Linked DNA regions of Mus musculus: region 2 is linked to region 1. Evidence: chromatin contacts called from public Hi-C data. All regions are on one chromosome and are shown on one strand. The core of a region is the stretch at or near the end of the contact, and the rest is flanking DNA. Distances in the headings are between cores, read along the strand shown.

Region 1 (7,891 bases), core at 2,810-5,309:
TTGCCTCCACCAAATACTGAGATACAGGCCGGCCACCATCCCGGCCAGCATTTATGTGTGCTCTGGGGATCTGAGTCTCCTTACGCTTTATTCTCTTGGATTGCTTCTCTGCCATCCCTCCAGTTCTGGTTGCACGGCAGCTCTGTGACTGCCCAGCCATCTCCTCGGCTCCGCTCTGTGTTTGAAACAGTCTCATTACATAACCCGAGCTAGCCTGGAATTCATAATCCTGCCTCAGCTTCCTAAGTGCTAGGATTTAGGAGGTGTAGAGAACACCTCCATTTCTACCTTGACTGCACAGAATGTGTCTGTTGGAGTCTGTGGGGAAAGGGGGTGTGCAGAGGCTGCTGTGGACGTGGGCTTCCCTAACCCTCAGGTCTGCTCCATGCTCAAGATTGGCCTCCAGATCCCCAGGGTCCTCCCAAGTCAACCCCTTCGTGGCTACTTGCCCCCACTTTGCTTTGACCCCCAAGGGAAGACAGATGGGACAATGTGAAGGGAAGATTGACAGCTAGATGCTCAGCTTTCTGGTCACTTGTGTCCTCCTGAGTTCACACCTGCTACAAGCATGTCTAGGCAAACAGGAGTCACAACCAAATACAGACATTACACACTGTTTAAAAAGCCAACCTTGAAAATTCGACCTATTCGACCTATCTCAAAGCAAAAAGACAACGTTTTGTTTGTTTGGACACAGGCTCTTGCGATGTAGCCCCAACTGGCCCCGAAGCCTCAGCCTCCCAAGTGCCAGGATTAAAGACAAGACTCACATCCCCTTGTCTTGTGAGCCTTCCAGACTAGCACCTAACACAGTATTCACATCCGGGCAGTACCCAAGGACCAGTGCTACCTGTGCTCCTCCAAGGACCACGGCCTTCAAACGCTGGCTTTTTGTGAAGATGCAGATCAGGACAACACAAATCAATAAGAAGGCCAAGTAGAACAAGAAGAGAACCAGGAAGTCCATGCTGGAGGCTGCGAAGGAAGAGACGGCAGGCGTGAGCAGCTGCTGTTGAGGGATTTATTCCCAGCATGTATTCCGGCCCTGGGCTCACTCCTGCAGGTGAGATTCACACTCGGATTAGGCCATCCTCAAGATGAACAAATCCCTTCATTAGTCTGTAGGCAGTGTGTGCACATGTCTGTGTGTGCACGTGTGTCTGCAAGTGTGCATGGACATGTTCATGTGTGCCTTGATCCAGAGGTTGAGATAGGGTATCTTCCTCAATCATGCTCCCCTTCATTTTAAATTACATTCTATTTACTTGTCTCTGTGCATATGTGAGTACCACAGCACACAGTGTGTGTGTGTGTGTGTGTGTATGTGTGTGTGTGTGTGTGTGACAACTTTTAAGAGTTGTTTCTCTCCTTCCACCGTATGAGTCCTGGGGTTCGAACACAGGTTCTTCAGGCACGGCAGCCGACGCCCTTCCCCAGTGAGACATCTCACTAGCACAGGGGCTTGGCTATTATTTTGTTGTTATATGACATAAGGTCTCACAACATAGAGCAAGCTGGCCTCAATAGAGATCCACCTGACTCTGCATCACAAGTACCAGGATTAAAGGTGTGTGTAACCATGCCCAGACTTACTTTTTTTTTTTTTTAAAAGATTCACTTATCCATTACATGTAAGTACACTGTAGCTGTCTTCAGACACTCCAGAAGAGGGAGTCAGATCTTGTTACAGATGGTTGTGAGCCACCATGTGGTTGCTGGGATTTGAACTCTGGACCTTTGGAAGAGCAGTCGGGTGCTCTTACCCACTGAGCCATCTCACCAGCCCCCAGACTTACTTTTAGTTTCTGAGAATTTGTGTGTGTGTGTGTTGATATATACCCTAAGGTGTATGTGGCAGTCAGAAGACAACCTCTGGTGTTAGTCCTCACCCTCCACCTTGTTTGAGACAGGGTTTCTTGCTTGCTCTCCATGGTGTCCACCAGGCTAGCTGGCCTGTGTGTTTCTGAGGACTCTCCCAGTTCACAGTGGGAAAACTGGGATTACATAGGCACATACTGCTACATCAGGCTTCGACATATGTTCTGGAGATTTGAACTCTGGTCTTCACACTTGCAAGACAAGTACTTCGCTAAGCTAGCTCTCCATACAAAGTATTGGTCAAGACAACCTCAAGTCTAGTGGGTTCCTTCCCACCCCACCCCCATCAATATTGAGAATTGAACCTAGGACTTCATGTCACGTATGCTGGGCAAGCAATCTATAAGATAGCCACCACCCCAGCCCCTTACCACAGCTTGTATGATGTGCTCCCTCTCTGAACCTATCCTCTCTGAACCTATAGCTCACAAGCTCAGCTAGACTGACTGGCCAGCAAGCCCAACAGAGCCTACTGTCCCCCTCCCCCATGCTGGACTGTAGATCTGCACTGCCAAACCAGAAGCATAGATAGACCTTTACATTAGGATTTGTAACAGAAGCAAAATCACACGTGTGAAGTAGCAAGGAAAGTAACTTTATGGCCGAGGGTCCCCACAACATGAAGAACTGTATTAAGAGGTCACAGCATTAGGAAGACTGAGAGCCTCTGGGATCTGTAGCTCGGACCTGGAGCTCAACGTTTTGTGGCGAGGCTGACATGCATTAAAGCACACTCACGTTGGTGCTGGGGATCCAAGCTCAGGACTTTGTGCTTGCACAGCAAGCACCCTCACTCACCGAGCGAGCTCCCAGCCCACCAACCCCTTGTTTTTTGAGACAGGATCTGACTATGCAGGCCAGGCTAGTTTGGAACTCAGAATTCTCCTGTCTCAGCTTTCAAAGGGTTGGGATTCCAGAAGTGCACCACCACACCCAGCAATACACCCTTTTACATCTTTAAATATTCACATGGATACTGATAAAGTCCTGCAAAAGAACCTGCGCCGACCTCATCAGAATGAGCAACTCCTAGAGGTAGTCAGGGTCCCACACCCAAACTTGGGCATATTTAACAGGTCAGTGGTCATGATGTCACCCATCACCCTCCAGACCAGAATGATGAAATATAAAAAGCCCGTGTTAAGAAACTGGGAACACTGACATTGGCTTTACGAGGCAGGATTCTGGACCAAAATTCCAACGCAGAGAATCAAAACAGAAACTATTAACAAAAAGGAAACAAACAAAAAAATGCCATTCTCACAAGGTAACAGGGCTCCGGTCTACATATTTCTCTAGGTCGGACACTTCCAGCGGCACCTTTTGCGTTCATTTCCCTTTGCCACATCCAAGGAGAATTCAGATAGCAGCTCCGCTTGGGCAGCGCCGTGAATTTGGCACGCGCAAAACTGGCGACATGGTTGTTCCAGGAGGCTGGAACCGGCTGCGGAGACAATCAAACGCAACACTTACATACTGCTGAATAAGTCTCCATGGCAGAGTGCACTGTGAAAGGCATTCAGAAGTAGAGGATGCTGTACCGCTGCTGACCTGGGAAGAAAACTTCAAAGTCCACTAGTTTGGGGGTCTATCATCCCTCTAGCTGTCACTGTCACTGTCACTACGCCTATCACTGAGGCGCCCACACCGGGGTCCAGACGCATGGTGAGGTTGTCCACATGGGGTAGGGCCCCAGTCGTTTCCCTTTGCTGGACACTTTCCGGGTACATTATTCAAGGCCCTTGCATGCTTGAGGTCACAGAATCTGCAGCTGCGGGGAACCAGGGAAGGGCAGTGGTGAATGGAGCCCATCCCACAACCAGATCCCGGACGCATCAGGCTCAGAGGAGACAAGGGAGGCTCGGAAGCAGGCTGGGAGACGGCAACTACGTCCGGAGCCCGGACAACGACTGGAAGAGGAGGGGACACAGCGAGCGGGATGCAGGGGGCTCGGAGAGGACTGTGCTCTCACTCAAACACGGGGTCCCGACGGCCGCCGCCCAGCCGGGGTGTCACAGAGCCTTCCGGAGCCGCCTTACCCCAAACCGGGCCAACCGTCCGCCGCTGCCGGCGGACCCCAGCGGAGCGCTCCCCAAGACTTCCGGCGCGTCCATGGCGTCATCAGTGCCCGCGACGGAGGCGACTTCCGACGGAAAAAGTAGCGGGAGGCCGGAAATTATTGTCTTTGGCCTCTGGTTCTGCGAGCCGATTGTGTTTTCGTACCGTCGTAGGTTTTCTTTCTCTTTTCTTTTTCTCTTAACGTTTGTCTTTCTCCCTCCCTCGTCCTCTGCTCTCTCTTCCTTCGCACTTTTATTATTACTTGACAATTTACTGCCTATGTACGAGTCCTTCGTTCTCCCAACCCCGTCCCATTTTCGTGGCCTTGATTTGATTCTTGTGGGTGTGTTTGCTTGTTGTGATCCGCTGAGTGTAATTCTGATTTCTTGTATGTGCGTAGATTTAAAAAGCTATTTTCTTTTTCTTCTTTAAAAAAAAAAAAAGATTTGTTTTATTTATTTTATGTGAGTCCAATGTCGCTGTCTCCAGACACACCAGAAGAGGGCATCAAATCCCATTACAGATGGTTGTGAGCCACCATATGGTTGGGGGGATTTGAACTCAGGACCTCTGGAAGAGCAGTCAGTGCTCTTAACCGCTGAGCCATCTCTCCAGCCCTAGCTATTTTCTTTTTAAGAATTTCTTTCCAAAATATGATCTCAGCTAGGCATAGTGGCCCATGACTTTATTCACCGCCCTAAGGAAACAGAGGCAGGTCTCTCTGAGTCAGAGGTCAGCCTTGTTTACATGAGTTCCGGGACAGGCAGGGCTACATAGCTAGACCTTTTCTAAAACAAAACAAAACAAATGAGCAAACAAAATTAAAGTCCCACCAAATTATACCAGGCTGGCCTTGGGCTTTTGAACCTCCTGTCTCAGCCTAACTTTGGTTGGGATGGCAGGCACACCTAACACAGGAACTGGAATTTTCGAGCACTTTTGACAGAATATGAAGGCTGTCTTGGGTCGGTGCAGGAGAACTGCTGGACTGTGCCGAGCCTTTGCATGTCCTGGCGGGAACTCAGCAGTAACCCTTGACCACCCAGCAGGTACCTAGACAGGGACACCTGTGTCTTCCTGGCAGACACACCACTGGGCCCTGTCCCAACAGTCCCAGCATGTTCCACTGCAGGGGTCACAGTATGTCCCCCTGTGAGTCAGGTTCTGCTGACCGCATGCCCCTACTCCTGCCATCTCTGTGCACAGCTTTAACGTCCTCCCTGTGGGGAGCAGTGACTAGTGTTTTATCCCTGAGGATAAAAAGGCTGTTTTGATAATGGGCAGGCTTGGCTTGAGAGGAGCTGCTGCTAAACATAGCACTGAGAAGGTTCCTGGAGGGGATGGGGGTGCTGCTTTGTCTGAGTGCCCCCCAGGTCCTCCGAGAACTATTCTTGACGCCTCTGAAAAACAGGTTCCCTTTGAGGAAAAAAATGTCTGATCTCTAAGCATTAGCCTCAAAGCTCCCCTCTCCTGTTTGCTTTGCTTCCTACCCCAGCTTCTCATTTCTTTTTCCTTTTAGAAAAAAAAAAAAAAGAAAAGAAAGAAAACAACTACCTTTCTGAATGTATTGTATCCAAGGCCTTTGCAATGTTGGGAGCAGAGTGAGCAGGTGTGGGGAGTCCTGAAAGACTGGTTACATTACGGAGGTCATCTGGCATCCAGAGAAAGCTACTGCTTCATCAAGCAGTTCTCCACCCTGCTGTAATTAAATACCTTGAATTTTCTTTCTTTCCCCCATGTAAATGAAGGACTTCGTGGTCTTCTCTAAAAGTTTCTGTTCTGACTAACTTTGATTCTCGGTTCCGTCATCCATTTCATCTTGTGTTCTGTTGCCTTTGGTTATATCACACAAAGAGAAGGGTTGGGATGTAAGTGAGTTAAGTTATCCAGGACAAAATCTTCGCTGACCACCTCATCTGTGATGGAAGCATCCTCATTTAATATGTATTCTGCAAACTTTTTTTTTGGTGAGAGATGTAATTTCTCATGATGTACCCCAGGCTGGTACCTCTTGAGTGGGCTTCATGAGTGCTGGGGTTATAGGACTGGCCAAAAAGCACTTTGTATTTATGAATACATATTCATTCATTAAATACATATTGACTAATAGGTACCAGCTGAGTTTCTTGTTCAAGGGGACATAAGAGTCGATAGAAATTGCAAACTCTCCACTGGGGCTGTAGGTCACTGGGTAGACCGTGGGTTCCATCTCAGGCACCGTGTGAAACCTAGCATGGTGGCACAAGCCTCTAATGCTATTTCTGGGGAGGTGAAGGCAGAAGGAGTGTAAGTTTAAAGTCATCCTCAGTTACACAAGTTCGAAGCCACCTTAGGTTACGTAAGACCCTGCATTCAGTGTGTAGGCCACAGATTGGACACACCTATCTCTATTATAGACAGTTTCAGCCAGGAGTGATGGTGCATACCTTTAATACCAGCATCCAGAAGGAGGCAAGGGCAGATGGATTTCTGTAAGTTAGAGGCCAGTCTAGTGTATATAGTGAGTTCTAGGATAGCCAGACCATACAGTGAGGCTCAGTCTGGAAAAACAAAACAAAACATTCTTGCTGTGGACACTATGTTCTATTCTCCTTTGTCTATTTCTTTTTACAGGGGAGGGCAGTTCAAGAAAGGATTTCTCTGGTGGTCCTGTTCTGGAACTCACCCTTGTAGACCAGGCTGGCCTGGAACTCACAGAGATCTGCCTGCTTTTGCCTCCTGAGTGCCGGGATCAAAGGCGTGTGCCACCACTGCTTGTCTACTTTGTAATGTTACAAATAGTTTTTCAATGATGTATTCATAGCTTAAAAAATTGTGCAGAACCAGATCTGGCAGTACAGTCTGTAATTCTGGGGGCTGGGGGTGTGAAAGAGGAAATTCAAGAGGTTGGGGGGAGAGAGTTGTGAGTTTGAGGCCAGCCTGGACCTGGACATACAGACACACTCCTGTAACCCACACTCAGGAACGTGCTTGATATAAGAGGATAGAGAGGCCAAGGGGAACTCAGGTTAGACATGACAGAACCCGGTCTCCACAGTAAAAGTTGTGGGTAAACTTCTCAGTGCTTTGATGACTTTTGAAAACAAATGTTTCTCTAACTTTTCTTTTTTCCTCTCTGTCACTCAGAACCTCCAGTCACAAATGCTGGAATCTGCTTTATAAGGCAATAGGAAAAAGACAGAAGCCAAAATACAAGGATTCTACTCAAGCCTTCTGGAAAGGACTGTGTTGCCTTTGATGCATGGAGCAAAGAATTCTTAGATTTTCCTGCCAGCCCCTGAAACCGGACCTGTGATGTCAAGTTGGGTTTTGTTGTTGTTTGTTTTAACCTGCCATGAGATGGGTTGACAGGATCAATCATTTTACACCATGATCCCTTGTCCCTGGGAGGACTGTCTGAGACATTAGAGAAATGGGATACAGACTTCCTCACTGGGCTGGGGGAGCTGGCTCAGGTGCAGAGTACTTGCCACGATATGAAGATCCACTTTTAAAATAAATCAAACATAGTCAAGCATAATGTCGAAGGCCTTTAATCCCAGCACTCAGGAGGCAGAGGCAGGTGGATCTCCTTGAATTCACGGCCAGCCTGGTCGACAGAGTGAGTTCCAGAACAGCCAGGGCTACACAGAGAAACCCTGTTTTAGAGGGGGGGGGGGAAACACACACACACAACAAGCCAGGAATGATGGCATGCACCTGTGACCCAGTGCTGGAAGTCAGAATCCGGAAGATCAAAGGGGCTGGCTGATAGCAGGTCTAGGCTGGTAGATTTGCTACATATCCCAATGAGAAGCTCTTAAAAAAAAAAAAAAGTTGGAGAGTAGCATCATAGCTCAACTCAGAGGTCCAGAATCCATCTCCCAGTATCCCTACACCAAAGCAAATGTGGGACCCTGCAGACTTTCTTTTTAAGTAACCATTTCTTTTTTTATATAATTCTTTTTTACACATT
Region 2 (7,891 bases), core at 1,442-3,941, 380 kb after region 1:
CCCACAGCAGCACCTCCGGGGCTCCTTGCCCTGCAGCCCCCAGCTACAAGGCAGAAAGATTAAAAAGGAAAAGTGCAGTCAAGCCAGAGCCCACTCTGGGCAGCCACACCCCCAGCACCGGTGGCTCTGTCCCTGAGCTGTGGCCTTCCAGAGTGGGTCATGCTCGCAGCATCCACTGCAGGACCCATCCCAGAAAGCTACTGAGTTAGTGTCCACATGGATCCGGGCAGTCCTCTGCCTGAGAAGCAAGCAAGTGCCTTTCTCTCCAGAGCCTGTGTGCTTTCCCGTGCTTTGGCGTGGCTGTGATTCTGACGAGTGGTTTAAATGTGCCTTCTTGTTGTTTTCCTTCTGCCTGTGGCTCCCACCTTTCTGTTCTGTGACGGGCTGTCCCTGCTTGTCCTGCGTTAGGAGGTAGGTACCCAGTGGCTTCCTCCCCTCCCCAGCGGCTCATTCTCTCCCCCACGTTGGTCTGTGTGAAGCTCTGGTCTGTGGTTGCCATTCATCTGATCCATTTGGCTTTGGACTCGGCTGGGGCAGCATCATGCAGGCATAGTGTGTGTGACACCCACCCACCAGCAGCAGGACCCAGAGCACCTGGGACAGAAGCGCATGGGGAGGCTTGTGGGAGTAAGCTTGCCTCTGTCTTCAGGGCCCTGCAGCAGGGAGGAAGCTGGTAACCAGCCTGTCCTTACAGTGTCACCCCCACACCCCACACCCCAACCCCACTTACCAACAGTGCTTGTGCCTGGACAGGGGCTTCCCTAGGAAAGTTAATCACTCCTGCATATGGGACAGTTGAGACTTTTAGGGTTCATTTGACTCTGGGGGGATGAAGTGTCACTGCAGATTGACAGTAAAGCCTGTGACACGTGACATGACCCTGTTCAGGTAATGTCATTACTCTGTAGCAAGAAAGACATGAGGGATATAGAATTCTGAGGGTATTTTTTAAAAGATCCAAGGAGGATGGGGTGTGACGCCAGGGACAGCTGCCGTAGCCTACTGTGTCGGCCCTGAGCCCTGCTGTCTCGGAAACTTTGCTCACTCCTCCTCTTTGCTTCTCCCTGGGTCAGCGTTTAGAAATGCTCTCAATGTTGGCCTTAAACCTATGACAGTACCCTTGAACTTGGCCATCTGAGAGACTTAGATGCACACACTACAGGCCTCAGGTGTGCTGTGCGTGTGGACCTGCAGCAGAGAAAAGAGGAACGCTTGCGAGGCTCCACAGCCCACCGGGAGGGAGCCCTTGAGGATGGTGGCACAAACAGCTCCTGTGCTAGGAAGAGGCCAGTCCCTAAGATGACAAATGAATGACATCAAGCTGTAGGATGGCTCATGGTTTGCAGCCTAGTTTCTAGTTGGTCTTTTAAACAGGCCATGAAGTCGGTGTGCAGAGTTGGGCTGGGCTGAGATGGGCTGGGCTGGGCTGGGCCTCCACACAGTACAGCCAGATGCAGGGACCCAGGCTCTCCCTCGCTCACACCAGCAGCTGCTGTGTTTGCGCTGCTCTAGGGGTAGTCTGAAGCCAGAGCCATGGCTACATGAGGTGTAGATGGCACCCCAGCATGTGGCACGGAGAGCTTGCACTGGCCTCTCCCCAGTGCCTGATACCCTGGGTCTCCCTCAGTTGTGTGGGGCACATAGCTAGCATTTGCTGCAACTGGCTGATGCTCCTGGAAAAGTGTCCGGAGGGACACTGGATGATCTGCTGGAAGCCTCTGCAGTCTTGGGGCTGTGTACAGTGTTGGATTTTGAGCATTCAAGTAAAAACACATTGATGTACATTGGATGTAGATGAAGCTGAATTATCATGGAGGAAAAGGTGTGTGTAGGCATGTACATGTCAGTGTGTTGTGTGTGTGCAGCTGTGTGTGTCCACTTACACATGCTTGCTAACACCTGTGAAAGTGAAAACATGCAGACATGGAAGGGTTTGGAGCACAGCTCCTCTGCACAGGGCTGGCTGCAGGACGGTTAGCAGAGAGCGTCCCAACCCTTTGTAACAGAGTCTGCTGTGACTTGGAGTTTGGGGACTGCCCAACCCCTTCTAGACCTGCATCTGAGCTGAATGGTAGCCCTGCTGGGCAGCCTGGAACCCAGCCGGTGCTGCTCAGTGTAGGTACCTACTGGCCAGGCTCCAGCAATTGCCTGGCGGTGAGAACAGTGGAGCTATCCAGGGTATTGAACCAAGGCCCTTCATCTTCACAGATTGCCCACTGGGCAGCTGTGGGCCCACGGCTGACAGGCCAGGTAGCTTGAGGTTGAGTGGCGCACAGACGGGCCTGACAGCCAGGTGTTTTCAAATTCTTGTCAAAAGCAGAAGCTGTCAGTGGAAGTAATCTTGACTGACAGTACTCAGTATGTCAGGGCAGAAGGTGGAAGGACTCTCCCGCAGTAAAGAGCAAGTACAGCTAGTATGGGTTGTGTGCCAGCGGCTGCTGCCACCAAGACCAGAGCAGCTTTGCCAAGGAGGAGCCCGAGACTGGAGAGGGAAATTAGGCGTTTTAATTTCCAAGTGCTTTGGCTATTGTTGGGAAGGCGGCCTGCCCAGGGCTGGAGGCAGCATTGTAGCTAGGATGACCATGCAGTGGGAGTCCCCAGGGGAAGAAGAGGCAGCAGACTAGTGTCTACGTTGTGAGTTTTCTGTCACCTGATTCTGTCACAGCCTTGGCCTGAAAGAGCAGCTGAGAGAAGCTAGTTTGGCTAGATCTTGGCATGCCTCTCTCTGCTTCTCACTGGAGGAGTTAGGGCCATGAGGGACAGAACTGAGCTTTTTCTGGGCCCCTTCATGGGCTGGGGCTTCCCATAAGTCCCTAGAGTGCAATAGAGTGAGACAGGCCCTGACTTGGGGCAGGACTCTAGTGAGGAAGCTGTAACGTGGGGAGCAGGAGTTCAGGACAGGCACCAGGAAGGATGGTGTGAGAAAGGAATGGCTCCAGCCTGGGAAAGAGGCAGGAGGGTGTGTGGTAGGTTGGGGCTGGCCTGACATTCCTCTGTGCTCTACAGACCCCTCCCTACCTTCCAGACTCTCCACTCTTGTCAGGGTAAAGTTTCCTCCCCTATTCCTACTGTCTACTGTATGTCTCTAGCCACACGCTGGGCACCTTCTGTGCCTCCCACAGCCTACCCACACTTGCAGCCCCTTGCATTTGCCTGCAGAGTTTAGGAGGCACCAGATGCAGCCCCAGGCACTTAGCACCCCACCTCTCAGCACCTAGAGAAAGCCAAGCCAAGGCCTCTGTGAGCACTGTCAGTTCCATGAGCCTCTGGGGCAAGGAGGGCCCGCTTGCCCTCACCCCGTGGAACACTTGACTTTGTCAGCACCAGCAGTTTCCCCTTTGTGTTTTCAAACTTCTTGTCAAGAGCAGAAGCTGTCAGTAGAAATAATTGTAACTGAGAGTACTGAATATGTCAGGGAAGAAGGCAGAAAAAAGGGTTTTTCTATAGTAAAGAGCAGGTACAGATAGCGCTCTGTGTGTGTGGTTGTGTGTGTGTGTGTGTTAGTTACAGATAACCCTGTGTGTTACAGATAACTCTGTGTGTGTGTGTGTGTGTGTGTGTGTGTGTGTGTAGCTCCAGATCTTGTTAAAAGATTAATTCAATCTAATAATTCCCTGGGCCAAGAGTAATTGACTTTGATGGATCCCAGGGCTGCTCAGAGTCCCAGTAATGCGATAACAACCCTGACGTAACAGGATTAAGCCTGGACAGACCTGTGTGAGCCGGCACTGACTTCATCGTGTTCATTTCACGGGGGAAATATTACACCCATCCATTACAACTAACTTTTCCAGGAAGCAGATTTTAAATCAGTGTGTGACCTAGGGTGACCCTGGGTGGCCATGGAGAAAGAGTTCCTGCGTGGGCCCTGGGTGGGGGTGCATGGGGGCCCCAGCCCTGCACCCAGCCATCCTGGATGGTCAGGCCTCATGGCTTGCCCTTGACTTATAACTGTGGTCATATGGGATGGTTTGAAGAGGAAGGAAGCCCAGCTATGAGCTTGGCTCCTGTGGCCTTTGATCAAGGCAGTGATATGGGGTAGGGGATTCTGGGCCCCACTCTGGGCCCTGGGGATCCAGCTGCCAGGACACCTGCCTCACAGGGCTCTTCTGCTCCTAGGGGGTCGTGTGAAGACCTGGAAACGGCGCTGGTTCATCCTCACAGATAACTGCCTCTACTACTTTGAGTACACCACGGTAAGTGAGGCCGCACACCCTCCGAAGCCCTGGCATTCTCGTGTCTGTCAGGCCTTGCCTCACATGCCTCTCTCTTAGGACAAGGAGCCCAGGGGCATCATCCCCCTGGAGAACCTCAGCATCAGGGAGGTGGAGGACCCCCGGAAGCCGGTACGTGCTGCCCTGTGCCCGCGGCCTGCCTTCCACCCTACCCAACCCCCACGCCCCTGACACTCACCCCCTTCTCTCTGTCAGAACTGCTTTGAGCTGTATAACCCCAGTCACAAAGGTCAAGTCATCAAGGCCTGCAAGACGGAGGCCGATGGCCGTGTGGTGGAGGGCAACCACGTTGTGTACCGGATCTCTGCCCCCAGCCCGGAGGAAAAGGAGGAGTGGATGAAGTCCATCAAGTGAGTGGGCACAGCCAGGCTGCTCAGTCGTGTGTGGACACGCGTGTGCATGTCAGGGGTGTGTGGACACGCGTGTGCATGTCAGGGGTGTGTGGACACGTGTTTGCATGTCAGGGGTGTGGGCACGTGTATGCATGTTGGATGCCTTTACTCAGTGTGTCAGCAACTGAGCAGGCCAGCCTGGGTAACTCACCCTTGACCCTGCTGCTTGGGAAGCTGTGGGTGAGGCAGGCAGCCAGACCTTCTCGAAGCTCCAGCCCACTTTACTTCCTTTCTTCCCCAGAGCAAGCATCAGTAGGGACCCGTTCTATGACATGTTGGCCACGAGGAAAAGGAGGATTGCCAATAAGAAATAGGTAAATGTCAGGATCCAGACTCCAGCAGATACACTGGCCTCCCCAGCGGCAGGACCGGGGACGATGTGGTGCCCACGGGCCCTCCAGAACAGCCAGCCAAGGCCTGAGCCCTCAAGCCTGTGCTCTGGGACATTGGTCAGCTGGGAGTGTCTCCTTCCTGCCACCGGCCTGGCATTGACCTTTGGGGACCCTTGTCCACAACAGCACCTGGTGATACAGCCTCCAGATCTGCACAGCCCACATGGGACTCCTGTTCTGGAGCCAGAGCCTCACCCACACCATGCCACACCTGCTCTTTGGGGCAACACTAGATGTTCTAGAAGTCGCTGTTTTATATCAAAATGGGAAAGGAAAACCTACCACTTTTTTATTCAGAATTTTTCTCAGATATATAGGATTATAGCTTTTATATGCCTTTTTATATTCTGAAAATTATAATGAAAGATACTTAATTTCTAACAGTAGTATTTTTAGAATGGCAGCTATAAACTTAACTCCTGGACACACGTATATACTGTGCACTGAAAACAGTCTATATATGCAGCCCCCATGCACTTGGGGCCAGAGCAGCTGGGGCACAGTCATCCTGACAGAGTGTCAGCTGGGTGAAGAGGCATTGGGGTGAGTGTGGAGAGCAGTGTGCTTGGGAGATTCAGGCGTGACTGCCACTTCCCCTCACATGCTTCTCTAAGATGAATCAGTAAGGTACAGCTATGGCCGGGGTATTTATCCTGTCAGTGCCAAGGCCTGGAGATGGAGTTCCTTCTCTGGAAAACAGGCCACTTATGTGCAGAACCTCCTCTTGTCTGACCTTCATACAGGACAGTTTCATGTGGTCCGAGTGCACATGGCTCATGACTTTGGTACTTTTGTTGCTTGCTGTTTCAAACTTGGGTTAAGTGCTAACACATATTTTGATGTAGTAAGCAAGCAGAAGCAGCCAGAAGTAATCCACCTGTTCTCTGGAGTGCCATGTTTTCCAACATTTGACATCCTTTGGAGGAGGTGAAAAACTGAAGATGGCACTGAGGGACACGTGTGACATCCAGACCCCTAACACACACACACACACACACCAGTGCATGCCTTCAGGGCATATGTGCTTGGGCTGAGACTGGGTAAGATGAGAGGGCCCATTCATGGCTTATTTGGAAAATGGTCTTCCCCTGCACGTGGAGCTGGTGTTCTGAGAGCCCTTGAAAACCGCCAACCAAATGCCCTTACACGAGACTTTCAGTGAGCTGTCTTAAGGCTTTTTGCCTGACCTTGGTGGTAGCTGCCATCTAAGATGGCACAGAAGGATGTGCAGGCCAGAGCTCCCTCGCTCGTGCACCAGACTGATCACTTTTTGGTTTATTCCCAAGCTTCTAGGCTTTGCTTTTACTGATACCTCAAATCTGAAACCCTTGCATTTGAGCTGCCTGGCTGGTGTGTATGCAGCCTGGCTTCCAGTCTTCCATGATCCCTATCCCCTATTCCCCACCCCAGACCTGAATTTACTGCTGGTGGGGCACCTGTAGGGAGGTAGGAACTGGCATTTTTTTCAATCAGGACCATGGTGAGCCGGTCAGATGTTCAACCCAGGTGTGGCCCTGGGCAACAGAGCTCTCTGTGGGATATTGAGGTCAGGACGTTAAGCATGAGGCTACCTAATGTTGTCTTTGATGCCATAGTCATCTTTGAGGGGACCTTGCCTGATGGCTGTTGGTGCTAAGAATCCTAAGTTACTGGCTCTTGGAGTATCCACATGGAGTCACTTAACTCAGGTTATGTTGTGACAGTGTTAAACCCAAGGGCATCTGCCACTCCCAGAGCTTGTAAAGGCTCAGGCACTCCTGCCCTTCACCCTTTGTCTGCACTCGTCAGTGAAGCATTAAAGCCCTACTCTGCCCAAAGACAGTTCCCTGTCCTGCTGGGCCCTGGGCATCATTCCTGGGTTTCAGAAGACTTGATGTGGTACTGCAGAGTAACTAGGAACCGTCTGGGGATGGGACTTACTGTGCTTCCTGTCATGCTGAGTTCAGAGCTACAGGTGTGCTTTGCTGACAAGTTAGGTCGTTACAGACCAGAAACCATGTTGTGATTTCTTTTTATCTTAGAAAACATTTCTATTTACAATAAATAGTTACTATGTAAATAATGTACATATGTATTAATTTCTTCAGTGTTATACAATGTATATACTCCTACAACCTGCATGAAGAAATATCCTATTAATGTTGATATCAGAATTTCTGGCTATTTTATTGCAAAGCAAACAGCTAGTAAAATGGAGGGCCTTACGGCTGTCAGAACTATTGCAAATACTGTGTTCCCTAAATAAAAACATACTGCTAAAACCAAAACTGCCTAAGACTCAATTCTTTAAAACAGACATGGCTATGAGCTTGCGGAGAACAGAGTAAAACTGAGACGGTTGTTTAATTTGCTGCCATTTATATACTATATAAATCTTACATGCCGTATATATACAGTGGGGCAAGTGCTTTTTTAATCTTAAAAAAACAAAGATCAACTTTAGACATCTCTGAACAACACAAACTGTATAAACCATACAGAGTATTCAGATACACACTGTATTAAATACAGTCTTCTCCCCACTCCCGTCTCCTGATGCAGGACCAGTGAATTATAAGTGTCACAGTTTTATAGCATATCCATATTAAAAATAAAATCACAGTATGATTTTTGTCTGTAACTAGAAACTTGAAGGGATCAAGCTGACGACTCAGACTTCAATATCATATTGTCGAGACGAGACACAGTATAAAAAGTGTTAGGTAAAAAAAACATACTGTAGGCTTTACAAATAATGTCTGGATTATACATTCATAATGCAAATACTCATCATAACTGGTAAATTGATTGGAATAGTTCCACAAAGTTCAAAAACAGAACTTGTCTATAAAATACATCTTCAAATCTTGAATACAACTAAAATGTGAACAAA

Evidence for each region. A called contact is a pair of places that touch in the nucleus more often than the background predicts.
Region 2: a contact with region 1 is called in a Hi-C map of cerebellum, with 2.6 times the contacts expected there. The contact joins the enhancer-like site here to the promoter of 0610040B10Rik in region 1. A contact is called at or near these places in 9 of 39 promoter capture datasets (the 3T3-L1 cell line, 3T3-L1-derived adipocytes, the HPC-7 cell line and 5 more), 9 of 484 Hi-C or Micro-C datasets (cardiomyocytes, cerebellum, cortical neurons and 4 more), 1 of 115 datasets of contacts at active chromatin or transcription factors (embryonic stem cells) and 2 of 9 other capture datasets (adipose tissue and pancreatic islet).

What each region holds. Positions count from the first base shown.
Region 1 is chr5:143,325,249-143,333,139 of GRCm38.p6, forward strand. 0610040B10Rik (RIKEN cDNA 0610040B10 gene) reads left to right here and starts at 4,060. Exons shown (of 2, transcript NR_027874.1): 1 at 4,060-4,105; 2 at 7,063-7,456. It overlaps Zdhhc4 (zinc finger, DHHC domain containing 4), which reads right to left and starts at 3,990. Exons shown (of 8, transcript NM_028379.5): 1 at 3,918-3,990; 2 at 3,143-3,322; 3 at 851-975. The coding sequence starts at 967.
Region 2 is chr5:143,702,965-143,710,855 of GRCm38.p6, forward strand. It overlaps Cyth3 (cytohesin 3), which reads left to right. Exons shown (of 13, transcript NM_011182.4): 10 at 4,120-4,196; 11 at 4,275-4,346; 12 at 4,431-4,585; 13 at 4,869-7,286. The coding sequence ends at 4,941. Usp42 (ubiquitin specific peptidase 42) reads right to left here. Exons shown (of 18, transcript NM_029749.2): 18 at 7,361-7,891. Among named protein-coding and RNA genes, the nearest start is that of Usp42, 25 kb to the right of the region's middle. Within about 2 kb of position 2,692, at least 24 of the 459 cell types and tissues checked have an H3K27ac peak or open chromatin away from gene starts, as enhancers often do. A contact at or near this core is called in cerebellum, where this site is marked.